2 separate regions of the Mus musculus genome follow, and region 1 is linked to region 2. The links are chromatin contacts, called in public HiCAR-type maps. All regions are on one chromosome and are shown on one strand. Each heading gives the region's core, a stretch centred on a gene start, on an enhancer-like site or on the middle of the called end of the contact. The rest is flanking DNA. Distances are from core to core; before and after follow the strand shown.

Region 1 (6,391 bases), core at 1,799-4,298, 610 kb before region 2:
CTGAGGACAGACCACGGTTGTCTTCCACCCTCCAATTGCATAGGGACACACACACACACACACACACACACACACACACCTGACTTTGTTAGGTTAAATCCCAGCATTGATTCACTTATGAAGTTTTACCCTTTCAACAGATTTAAAATGAAAAGGAGTCAGGTTTAAATTTACAAATGGATCTTTTCATCAGTATTAGTCTGTTCTTGTGATGCAGTATAAATATATTGTATGAAGTAATATGTTGATCTTCTAAACAAACAAAATATAGTATGTCCATTTCTGCTATTGCTTTGGGTTTTTTGTTTATTTTTCAAGATTAAAGTCAGGTCTATCTTCCAGTTCTGAGACAATAATTTTAAAAAGAAAATAAAAAAGAAAAAGTATAACAACATTTCTAAAATATAGATTTCCAATATTATGGCTATGCAAACTTAAGAAAAAGACAGAGAATAAATAAACCAAACAGAAAATGTATATGTGTCAATTAAAGATTATTTCAATTTTTATCTAGTAATTAATTATAAAAGAATAGGTATATACTTAACACTAGAGGAATTCTTCTTCCCTAGATGTCATGTACTCCTGAACATTATATTTGTCTTTGGTACTCCACAAGGAGATTACATGATAACATGCAGTGATAATATCTTTACTTTTATTTCAACTTGAAAGATGTTTTCTCAGCTTTAAAATAAAATAAAATAAGTAGCCAAAAAGATGGTCACACATATAAACCAATACGCTATACACTAAAATTACCTGTGTCCATGAAAAGAGTGGCAGATGGCCTGCTTCCAAATCGTCCTCACAGTGAAAAACAATCTATTTTATGAGGATCCCTAATACATGTCCTTTAAACTGCTAATAAGCTAGGCTTTCCAATGTTTACCTCACTTAAAACAACAGAGCCTTCCTTACAAAATAAAGGTGTACCCTTTTGCACAAAATCCTGATCTGAAATGAAAACATGATGAATACATTACACTTAATTAAAATATAATAAAGATCTGGAATCAAAAGTTATTCACCTGTAGCAGTCACCTCCAGGACTCTAGCCTTTCTCCTCCGTGGTCCCTTATCGATGCTGCAGCACCTCTACCCCATCTGTTAGAATCCACTGAGCACTGTTGACTATGTGGACTTAAGAAGAAGAATGGAAAATTAAGGGCTCCATTGAGTTAATTTTCTGCTCATTATGCAAAGCAATTTGTAGAGCTATCAAAGTCCAAATATGTTTTAAGCTGTGTGTGCATAACTTATTCTGCAGTTTCCTACAGGAGAACTTGTCCTTTTCAGAGTGGATAATGCCTGGGAAAACTAAGTGTTTCAAAAGGAAAGACTGGACAGGTAAACAACTAAATAAGGAAAACGTTTTGTAACTACTTAATAAGAAAACTGTAAACCACTTAAGAAGGAAATTCTAATTGAAGTCACTTTGTGTACAATCAGTGTCTGAGATGTGAACAAGCTTCTTGGAGACTGAAAGAAATCTCAGGTACCGATCGGCAGAAAAATAAGTTGCTTTAACATTTGCCTGAACTGATTATCTGAAGGCTTCTATCAGAGATATTTTTTCAGTCTATATAACTAGTTTGACACTTACAGGTAGATAGAAGATAATGTTTTCTTAACATGAAAGAAATAAGCCACATTACTAGAAGTGGAGAGAGTAAACAGCCACAGTGCACTGTGATCAAAATTCACGATAAAGGAAAGATCCTCTGTGCTCTGTCCAGGCCAAAGTTCTTTCCTTGCCTTCAGTTCTATATGACTCTTATTAAAGAAAAAGATGTGGGCCTGCAAACTGAACAACTGCCATATTCTAGATTATTTTAATCTACCTTAATGTCATTGGGTTTCAATTACCTTCAGAAAGAATAGTCTTTCTGTGGATTTCCCAACAATTAGTTTATACACTTTGAACTATCCTAGGTGGCAAACAAAGAAAGGCATGATATTTATCTTAATAAAATACATAAACACATATATACAAATATCACTTTACACTTTAAAGTTTGGATGAAAGTGAGAACACTAGACATATTTTTATTAACCTAGCTAATCATACTTTCTTTAACTAGTCATACTCATTTCAAGACCCTTTGTGTTGTTTCTTCGGGAAGACAATTTTCTAAGGGATACCAATGCCCTGTAAATGGACTCACTAATGACCTGTGCTTGAGATTGTCTTTCAAAAGTTATTGGTATAAATGAGAGTATCTGGAGAAAGATAGCCTCTCAGTTCAGAGCCAGTGCCAGCCTTATTTATTGTCCAGGATAAAAAAGTTGTAAGTACTTCCAAGGCCAAGATCAAGTCAGTTTACTGCTTCCATGCAGGCAGGATACACTCTGAAGCATATCCCTGTTCCTCCTCCCTCTTAGCATTGCTATTTTTGACAGATAATCTGTCCATTTTAGTCTTAATATTCAGTTGTTTTCAATTTGTGTCTTTTTATTTTTGGTTTTATTTTTTGAGACTGAATTTTATGAAGCCCAGCATTGTTTCAAATTTGGAGAACAAATGCTTCCTAGAGGTAAACACCAGAGTTTTTAGTCACTTGGTGGGGTTAGAGCCAATTCATAAGCCTCAGCTAGGGGAGGGATTTGATTCTCCCTCAAGGCTGAGGTTTTTGTCTGGTTTGAACATGCTACCACAATCACTGTGAATTCATAGGTACACCTTCTATGCTGTGTCTGGAAAGCAAAACTTGATGTTACTAGCTATGTCTGGCTTTTACAATGTCCCCACTACACTCTTACGTGAAAATCCTTGTGTTGGAAGCCAACCCACAGCTCCCATGATCTGGGTTTCACCTGGGAGGCAAGCTGGGGCTGAAAAGAGGGGAACTAGGTGGTTGAGAGAAAAATGGAGCTAAGTCAAGATTCCTGATCAAAGCTCAAATGCTTAATGGCAAGTGTGCTCATAAAGGGGGCGAGGGGAGGCCCATTCCTGCCAATTCATTCTTGGAGCCTGGAACCAGCTAGCTGCAGGTGACTGAGGTGCAGATAGGGTGTAGTCTCCGAATAGCTCAATGGCCTCCCAGCAGGTAGCAGTGTCTTGAAAGGGAACAGCTGCACTGGCTGAACAATAGAGTGATCTAAGGAGGAAGGCTCCACCCTAGGTAATCTCCAGAGTGGCAGCAAGGTCAAGTTCTAGCTCAGCCTGCTTCAGGCTGGGGGAGGTTACATCCCTGGGCCTTGGAGTATGTTTCTATGTCCCTTTTAGGACTGAGAAGACTCAACTGGGAAGGAAGAAAAAAAATCTTAACATAATTAGAAATCTCAACACTGAGTGGAAAGAGAAGTGGAGAAGGTAAAAAAAATAATAGTGGGATTAGTGATGTTTTTAATACAATGAATGAATTCCCAAAGAATTAATAAAAGCACTGAAACATAATGGTGCCTAGTTATAGCAATGAAACAATATGGGGGTGCCAATGTGGATTTTTGCCTTCGAAGCTGGCCTGTCAGAAAAGAAGAGTCACAGGCACACCAAGTATCTTAGCTTTATTTACCATATATGAAAAGTCATAGTTTTTTTTTTTTTTCCAACCAGGGCTATCTACCTTGTAAATGAAGTTTCTTTTCATTCTTGCTATTTTACTTTATAGTCCTTTTTCTTCTCCATGATCTTCTGCTGTCCTATTGCTTCTTTCCCTCCAGAGAACTGTGTCTTTCTTTAATTGCTCTTGTCTTTATCGTTCATTAAGTTACACAGAAGTAGCTTTAAGCACACAATTTTTCCCTGGGAGTTTATCAATCATTTATAACTGTGTTCTGTGGACTCATTCAATATAGGTTACTTTTCAGAACCACAGAAAATGAAAATACCTTTCTTTATACAACTCTCTATATTCCATGTTTCTGAAGCCTAGAAAAATATTTATGCATTTTAACTATAAAAATTATAATAGTGTTGAAGAATTTTAAATTATCAAGAAAATAACATATTTATAAAATAGTTGCTTCTAAGTCTGCTACCTAAGAGGAATTATAGATTTTAAAATAAGCGTGGGGAAACAGTGTCCAAAAACACCCAGAGGAAGCTCCACGCACAAGTGTTCTGACTCACCCAGGATCATAGGATTGAGGCGAGGAGGACACAACATCTGTTCCAACACCACAGGAAGTAAATGGAACCAGTAGGATTCCAGGACAGAGGAACCCCACCTGACCAGTGGCTCAAGTTCCTTCCAGTCTTCAAAGGTTTACCTTGGGAGCAAACTCCTAGCCATTCCCAAGACACCAAGAGGAATCTCCACTCCCAGGAGCTTGCCCAGGATCCCAGAATCACAGCATCCCAGGAGCTTGGTCACACCAGGATCTCAGGGTCCCAGAGGCAGCTTAACTCCCAGGAACTCTGACACACCCAGGATCTCAGGATCACAGGATCCTGGAATCACAGGAACACAGAGACAGCTGGACTATAAGGAGTTCTGACACAACCAGGATCACAGGAAGGACGAGCTCCAGTCAGATATAGCCAGGGCAGGTAGCACTAGAGATAATCAGATGGCAGGAGACAAGCATAAGAACATAAGCACCAGAAACCAAGGTTACTTGATATCATCAGAACCCAATACTCCTAGCATAGCAAGTCTTGGATACACCATCACACTAGAAAAGCAAGATTCAGTTCTAAAATCACTTCTCATAATGATGATAGAAGGAAGACTTTAAGAAGGACATAAATAACTCCCTTAAAAAAATACAGAACACAGGTAAACAGGTAGAAGCACTTAAAGAGGAAACACAAAAATTCCTTAAAGAATTACAGGGAAAAATAATAAAAAAGGCAAGGGAAATAACCAAACCATTGAAGATCTAAAAATGGAAATAGACACAATAAAGAAATCACAAAGGGAGAAAACCCTGGAGTTACAAGACCTAGAAAAGAGACCAGGAGTCATAGATGCAAGCATCACCAACAGTTTACAAGAGAGAGAAGAGAGAATCTCAGGTGCAGAAAATAAAGAACTCAAGAAGGTGGACTCCAGAAAATCAAATAACCCCATTAAAAATGGGGCTCAGAGCTAAACAAAGAATTATCACCTGAGGAATACCGAATGGCAGAGAAGCACCTGAAAAAATGTTCAACATCCTTAATCATCAGGAAAATGCAAATCAGAACAACCCTGAGATTCCATCTCACACCAGTCAGAATGGCTAAGATCAAACATTCAGGTGACAGCAGATGCTGGCAAGGATGTGGAGAAAGAGGAACACTCCTCCATTGTTGGTGGGATTGCAAGCTTGTACAACCACTCTGGAAATCAGTCTGGCGTTTCCTCAGAAAACTGGACATAGTACTACTGGAGGATCCTGCAATACCTCTCCTGGGCATATAGCCAGAAGATGTCCCAACCGGTAAGAAGGACACATGCTCCACTATGTTCATAGCAGCCTTATTTATAAGAGCCAGAAGCTGGAAAGAAACCAGATGCCCCTCAACAGAGGAATGGATATAGAAAATGTGGTACATTTACACAATGGAGTACTACTCAGCTATTAAAAAGAATGAATTTATGAAATTCCTAGGCAAATGGATGGACTTGGAGGGCATCATCCTGAGTGAGGTAACCCAATCACAAAGGAACTCACACAATATGTACAATATTAGCCCAGAAACTTAGGATACCCAAGATATAAGATACAATTTGCTAAATGCATGAAACTCAAGAAGAATGAAGACCAAAGTGTGGACACTTTGCCCCTTCTTAGAATTGGGAACAAAATACCCATGGAAGGAGTTACAGAGACAAAGTTTGGAGTTGTGACGAAACGATGGACCATCTAGAGACTGCCATGTCCAGGGATCCATCCCATAATCAGCTTCCAAACGCTGACACCATTGCACACACTAGCAAGATTTTGCTGAAAGAACCCTGATATAGCTGTCTCTTGTGAGACTATGCCAGGGCCTAGCAAACACAGAAGTGGATGCTCACAGTCAGCTATTGGATGGATCACAGGGCCCCCAATGGAGGAGCTAGAGAAAGTACCCAAGGAGCTAAAGGGATCTGCAACCCTATAGGTGGAACAACAATATGAACTACCCAGTACCCCAGAGCTCTTGACTCTAGCTGCATATGTATCAAAAGATGGCCTAGTCGGCCATCACTGGAAAGAGAGGCCCATTGGACTTGCAAACTTTATATGCCCAGTACAGGGGAATGCCAGGGCCAAAAAGTGGGAGTGGGTGGGTAGGGGAGTGGGGGGGGAGGGTATGGGGGACTTTTGGGATAGCATTGGGAATGTAAATGAGGAAAATACCTAATAAGAATATTAAAAAAAAAAGAAAGAAAAGAAAAGAAAACAGTGACACAACAGTCAAAAAAAAAAAAATGCAAAGAGCTCCTAACTCAAAACATCTAGGAAATCCAGGACA
Region 2 (6,229 bases), core at 2,538-5,037:
TTATAAGGGAGCTTGAAGTACAGGGAGCAGCGAAATAGCTTTAAGGTCAACCTTCTCCAGATCGCTTCTGTCTTTGACAAAATAACTCTAGGGATGGTCAACACGAGACCTTATCCAGATAGCTTCTGATTTTGATAAATGCCCCTTCTAGTCTGTGATGTTATCTCACCTTCAGGAGAGGGACCCAAGGTTTCTCTTATACTGAAAGCACTAAGAGTCTGATATTAGTTATTAAAAACATCCCCATAAAAATACAAAGAAGGAAGATATTCCGTGTCTCCCTTGGCCTTTCTAAAGCATTTTCTTACACTGTTTGCATGATTCCCCCTTTAAAAAAAAAAAGACAAGGACTTATTAAAATATGACTAAATGTTCACTGAAGTTATAAATACACAGGTTTGTTTTCTTTTAATGTATTCTAGGCTTTCCTTGAGTTTGAATTTCAATTTTTTTGTACTGCATGCAGCTATCACTGTGGTAACCTTACAAATAAAAAAACATGGCTAGCATATGCACTGAATGTAAAAAGTTTCTGTGGATAGCCTTGATACATTGGTGATAGAAAAGGAATGCTTCCATTCTCAGCTGAGAAACCAGGGTGAGCATTTTTTCTTCTAAAATTATTCCGCACCAAATATATTTTGTTCACAACCATAAAGATGATGTTGAGGATGGTGACAGGTTGTGATCACAATTTCCTCTGCGCCAAGAAGGAATTTTTAAAAATATCATTCTTGCAAGATTGCCAATCATCATTTTATGTTCTTTCCTGAATATATTTTTGAGAACTAGGTCCATGAAATACATCAGAATAAAAGAAAACAATTATATCTCCAACATTTTCTTTGTAGCAAAGCCTTGCCTGAACATGAAATAAGAAGGACAGAGGAAATTATCATTATAATCTTTCATCAAATACTCAGAGAATGTCTGTGGGTTCCTTGACAAAGCTAAACTGGGGATTGTGTAAAGTGTCATATATACTAACATGACCTTTGTAAAAACAACAGTGATATTAAGTTATTGGAAACTTGGAGACAGGTGGAAATTTTCTATAAGAACATTGCCTTTAAAGAGGTCATCTAATAAGAGACAATGAAAGACATAGTTTACTATAAAACAAAACAGTATGGCAGTTACATAAGGAAGTAAGGTGCATCACAAAGAATAGCAAATTCTTTTGGATAATTAAGAATGAAGAAAGCTGCTCAGAATACTGAGAATAACAGACATATTACTCACCAATAGATACATAGCTGAGAGATGATAGTGATGTATATCTGATATAGACTAATATTTAGATAATAGATTCCAACAGTGTGATTAATATGACATATGTCTAGTGTCTCACTTATGTTCTTTAAAGTTTTAAAAATTAGTTTTTTTTTAAATACTGATTTTTGTTTTTCATGGGTTTATGTATTGTTTATCTGAGGTTTTTTTGTTATGGTTTGATTTGGTTTGGTTTTGCCTGAATGTATGACTGTGTACAACTTGCATACTTTTAGGGCAAAAGAGAATATTAAATTCTCTGGAACTGGATTTTAAAATGATTGTGAGCCATGTGTGTGCTGGGAATAAAATCCAAGTCCTCTAGAAGATCAGCCAGGGATTTTAATCATTGAGCCATTTCTCTAGCCTGCCACTCTATCTTTATAATCTGCCCATGGAAAAACAGTTACAAAAAGAAATTATTGGAGAATTCAATATCTAAATATTTTACTTACCTGGATTAAACTCAATACTTTAAAATATGATCAAATAGTAGATGCATGATATAAGAAGAATATGTCTTACATATACCTTCTTCAAGACATGTTGCTGTTATAAAATTAATCGAGGTTTTCATTTTATCAGAGCAAGTGTCTTTGTGTCTGAAAAATGGTGTGGTATTTGAGCTTAAACTTTATTTAGGTAAGTGTGAACCACACAGTATTTGAAGACCTTATATATGTTAACCTAGTTGTGCTCTTCCTCCAGCCTTGAATAAGGTAAAAAAAAAAAAAAATCTGATGGTTTTACAACCTAGGTGGAGTCCTTGCATGGCCTTGCCACATTTACATTTTCTATGGTGAGTTGAGGAGCAGACCACCATCTGAGCTTGTTTTGCAACAGAATTCAGCTGAAACAAAGAAACAGAACCCAGACAAAACAAAGGATGGGTCTTTGGGTTTTCACCCTATATATACATGTAGGCAGAGCTGAAAATTAAACTTTGAACCTTGACCAGAGAACCTTTGTCTTGGCTTCATTCTGCTCTCACCTGCCCATCCTACTTCATTCCCAGCCTCCCTTTCAGTTATACCCAGTTCTCCATGGCAGCTGGATGGCTACAGGTGGCTCCTGAATGATGGGCTGGAACACAGGGGTGGAGGTGGGGGATCAACTGAGGAATGCTGATTTTGGTGGGGCTCTACTGAAAACCGAAGAGGTAATGGTATCCTGCAGGGTGGTAAGAGATGCATTCAATGGGATACAGGGCTAGGTTGAAGAGTTATTGACCCAACATTGAGTTCACCTAGGGGTATGACAGTGAGTTGGAATGGGGGAATTCTATGTAGGCATTTGTCTGCAGTCAAGAGCTGCATCAGGTGAGGGGAGCAGGTTTTAAAATAAAATAAAATAAAATGAAATAAAGTAAAATAATATAAAATAAAATAAAAATACCAGAAAGCAACAACAACAAAGAGATGTTAGCTAAATTCTTTTTTTTTTCTTTTTTTTTTTTTTTTTTTTTTTTTGTACACTGAGAGTTTATTGGCAGTATTGTTGGGAGGGACTTGCCTGAGAAAATGAAAGTAGGTCTTGACAAGCTGAAATAGATTCTGCAAGTCCTTAGTGCTAGAGCCAACAGCCCTTCTCTTGCAGAATGTGGAAGATGAGATGGCCCTTCAAAGTTCTGCTCAGTTGAGGCAAGAAGTTCTCTTTGAACAAAGGCATATCTGAGGTTGGTATTTATCTGTGACTTGTTACCAGCCATTGTGGCAGTCAGAGCATGAATTCTACAGCTGTGAATGGGAGATTGGTGGACTTCAGCATCCACAGCAGACAGGGCAGCTTCATCTCCCAGAAACAAGAAGCACTGGTCTTCGCAATGGTGAAAGACATATGGATATCTCTGTGTCTCTGTACAGTGAGCGGCGTAGGGTGAAGTGGAGGATAGTTAGGTAAATTCTTAGCTCAAGTATATTTATACTGTGCACGGTTTCCAGAAGTAGGAACGGTAAATATACAAATATGAGAAAAAGACAGAAAGAATAGGTTTCAGAAAATCAGTTGTCCCCTGTCTAGGACACATTAGCAAAAGAGAAGGTGTAAGAATCCAGAGAGCCTTAGCTTACTGGGGACCCCCTGAGTGAACCATTTGGATCCTGGATCGAAGCAAAACGCAAGAGGAATTTACTGTTCCAGTGCCCTGGGGTCACCCCAGACCCAAAGGAGAGGCAGCACCTGTTGGGGCCAGCCTGTGGCTCTCATGTCTGGGTTTGAGCCTGAGATGCATCTTAGAACTGAAAGAAAAGAGGGAATCTAGGCGGGTAAAGAGAGTAATGGAGTCAAGACAGTATTCTGATCAAGACTCAACTTTAATGTCGGCAAACACGCTTTATAAAGAAGAGGGGAGGCCCATTCCCAGTCACGCAAAGTTCCTTTGAAGTTGTCAGATCAGCCTTTTAGTAGGAACCCGCAAAAATCACAGTTCGTAGCTAACTCCAGATCTCGGAGAACCGGTTCAGCCTCAGGCAGGTAGCAGGTAGTAGCACATCAAAGGAGAGTGTTGAGAAGCAGCACAGCAGGTGGCTCCGCCTAAGTGGTGGATGGTCTCAGCCAGCCTTGCTAGGCTGGATGGAGGTAACAAGCACCCATTGGGCAAGCTTTTATGTGGTTTCCAGGGGCAGAATAGAGTATCAGCAACTAGGCACAATACGATTGGTGCCACAGTGCACCCTTTAAACTGGTTGGTCTTCAGAGAATGTCTTCCCTTGTCTGAAGGTGGACAACAGTCTGTTCTGTGGAATGTGTCCCCATCCGCAGGTTGGTTCCCGCCCTGCGATCTGAGGAATGTAAATTATCCTCTCCCTTCTGGAAGGGCAAGGGTTCCATGACCTTCCCAAAGTTCCTGAGCTGACCTTTTCAAAGGAAAGTGTATTTCAGAGCTCCCCTAGAGACAGAAGGAAATCAGGTCCATTCTGCTACTTCTCAGGCTCCTACTGGACTTAGTTCTGATTACATCAAGTTCTCTTCCCTCTTTGTCTATTGTCTGAACTTGGTGCACCAATCTGCCCATGTGTGTCATTTTTTTGTTTCATTGTCTGAATAGCTGTTGTTCTATGTTTCGTGTTCAAAAGATAAAATGGTTAAAACTTTATCTGCTGGCTATCAAGCTCTGATTTAGTTTAGAAGGCAGTCTCAGTTTGCACAGCAGAAACCAGTAAGTTACCTTGCACTGTAGCTGGGAGTCAAGCACAGCTGGAGAAAAGCTGCTCTTAAAGGAGCCAGCAGCTTCTCAAGTTCTATGGTAAGTAAGCTGATGGCTGTTTTCTTCTAGAAAATTCTCTACAATTGTGATTATTGGGTTCAGGAAATGTCAAGATGATTGATCTCTTGAAATTTCACCTAGAAAAAGCAGGAAAAATTTGTTTAGTCTAAAGATATAAGATTTGTGTAGCCACTTCATTTTTGTTTCTGACTGGTTTTAAAAGTATAAATTTGTTCTGCATGTCTTGGCTCATAAGTTTTTGGGTATGATTAAAAATTGGTAACATTGGTAACAAGAAAGTTACCATAAAACTGGTAACTCAGGGTTGGAGTCATTTTAAACAACACATGGCATGAGCCAACCCAGGAAAACAGGTCTCTAAAGATACTTCTAAATTGGGATAATATTTTATGTAATTCTTATCCTAGAAACCAGACTAGAATTTAAGGCAATGTCTCTTTAATGTGGTATTAAAAGTTACATTGTCATGCAGTCATATATAAGAACTGGCAGCCAAACTTTGAAACATGAAAATAATGCTCTCAGTATTGGTTTTAAAGAGAATGTGTTGCTTAAAATTGGGTTTTGCTTTCCAAAATTATGGTTATGCTGTAATATTGCAAAAGAAACTTAAAAATTATGGTTAAACTACCAGTGTTCCATTGGCTGCAGTTTGCAGTTTGATCACAGGCTCAGGATTTTTAACTCACCCATATTTGTAATTAAGAAAAAAAAAATCAAGCAGGTGGAGGCTGCTGCTGTGGAGATTAAAGTAAACATTTACCTATGAGTTAATGCAAAGCTCAGAGCAGCCTCAGCAGAGACTTGTGTGGCATTTCTTTTGTCTTGCAAACCCTGCCTAAGGAAGTGTTTTGGGCCCTAGCCTCTGGGTATCTGTGAATTGTTTTTAAGCTGAAACAGCATTATTACAAATCTATCCAGGTGTTGTTCAAAACAAAGTTCACACTTAAGATTTATGAAATGTTAATTAGGCTATGGAACTTGCAATTTGGCCTGCCTATTCCAACTGTCATTCCAGGAAATGCATATAGAAGTATTATGGATTAGGAAGAATTTTTTTTTTTCTGCTCCTTTGTATCTTGATGATTGAAAAGCGTTTGCTTTTAGTCAGTTTTTAATTTTAGGGAGCCCATGAAGTGATATCATTGGAAAGTTTTGTCTCAAGGAATGGCTAATAGCCTTATATTATATAAGAATTTCTTTTGTCTATGCTTCAATACAAGAACTTTGAGTCCTTCAGTGTATATAATTCATTACATGGATATTTTATTAGTTAATCCCTTCGAAGGGGAATTTTACTACAAGCCTTTGCTCTTACACAACGAGTTTCAAATTTTGGAATAGTTGTTTCTCCAGACAAGATTCAAAGGCAATATCTTTTTCAATATTTGGGGCCTCAGTTATATCCTAGACAAATTGTGACACAGAAAATTCAGGAAAGAAAAGATGATTTGCTTACTTCAAATTATTTTTCAAAAGCTTTTAAGAGATGTTAATTGGCTAAGACCTCAACTTCAGCTCACCACCGGAAGACTTAAGCCTCTGTTTGATGTTCTGATGGGGGGTGCAAATTAAATGGTGAAAAGAAATAGCTTTGTAGAAAGTAGAGGAAGCTGCTGAAGTCAATTGTTGGCTGTTTGGGTTAGTTATTGTTACTCAATGTGCCCACAGCAATTCTTTGGCAAATGGGACCATTAATGTAGATTCATCTTTCTTTGTCTCCATGTAAAG

What was found. HiCAR-type assays count read pairs that join an accessible place to other places.
Region 1: a HiCAR-type map of embryonic stem cells shows a contact between it and region 2, with 4 times the contacts expected there. The contact joins two enhancer-like sites. A contact is called at or near these places in 1 of 484 Hi-C or Micro-C datasets (embryonic stem cells) and 2 of 115 datasets of contacts at active chromatin or transcription factors (both in embryonic stem cells).

What each region holds. Positions count from the first base shown.
Region 1 is chr5:18,685,353-18,691,743 of GRCm38.p6, reverse strand. No RefSeq gene overlaps it. Among named protein-coding and RNA genes, the nearest start is that of Gm23822, 180 kb to the left of the region's middle. Within about 2 kb of position 3,048, at least 10 of the 459 cell types and tissues checked have an H3K27ac peak or open chromatin away from gene starts, as enhancers often do. A contact at or near this core is called in embryonic stem cells, where this site is marked.
Region 2 is chr5:18,080,064-18,086,292 of GRCm38.p6, reverse strand. No RefSeq gene overlaps it. Among named protein-coding and RNA genes, the nearest start is that of Gnat3, 120 kb to the right of the region's middle. Within about 2 kb of position 3,787, at least 13 of the 459 cell types and tissues checked have an H3K27ac peak or open chromatin away from gene starts, as enhancers often do. A contact at or near this core is called in embryonic stem cells, where this site is marked.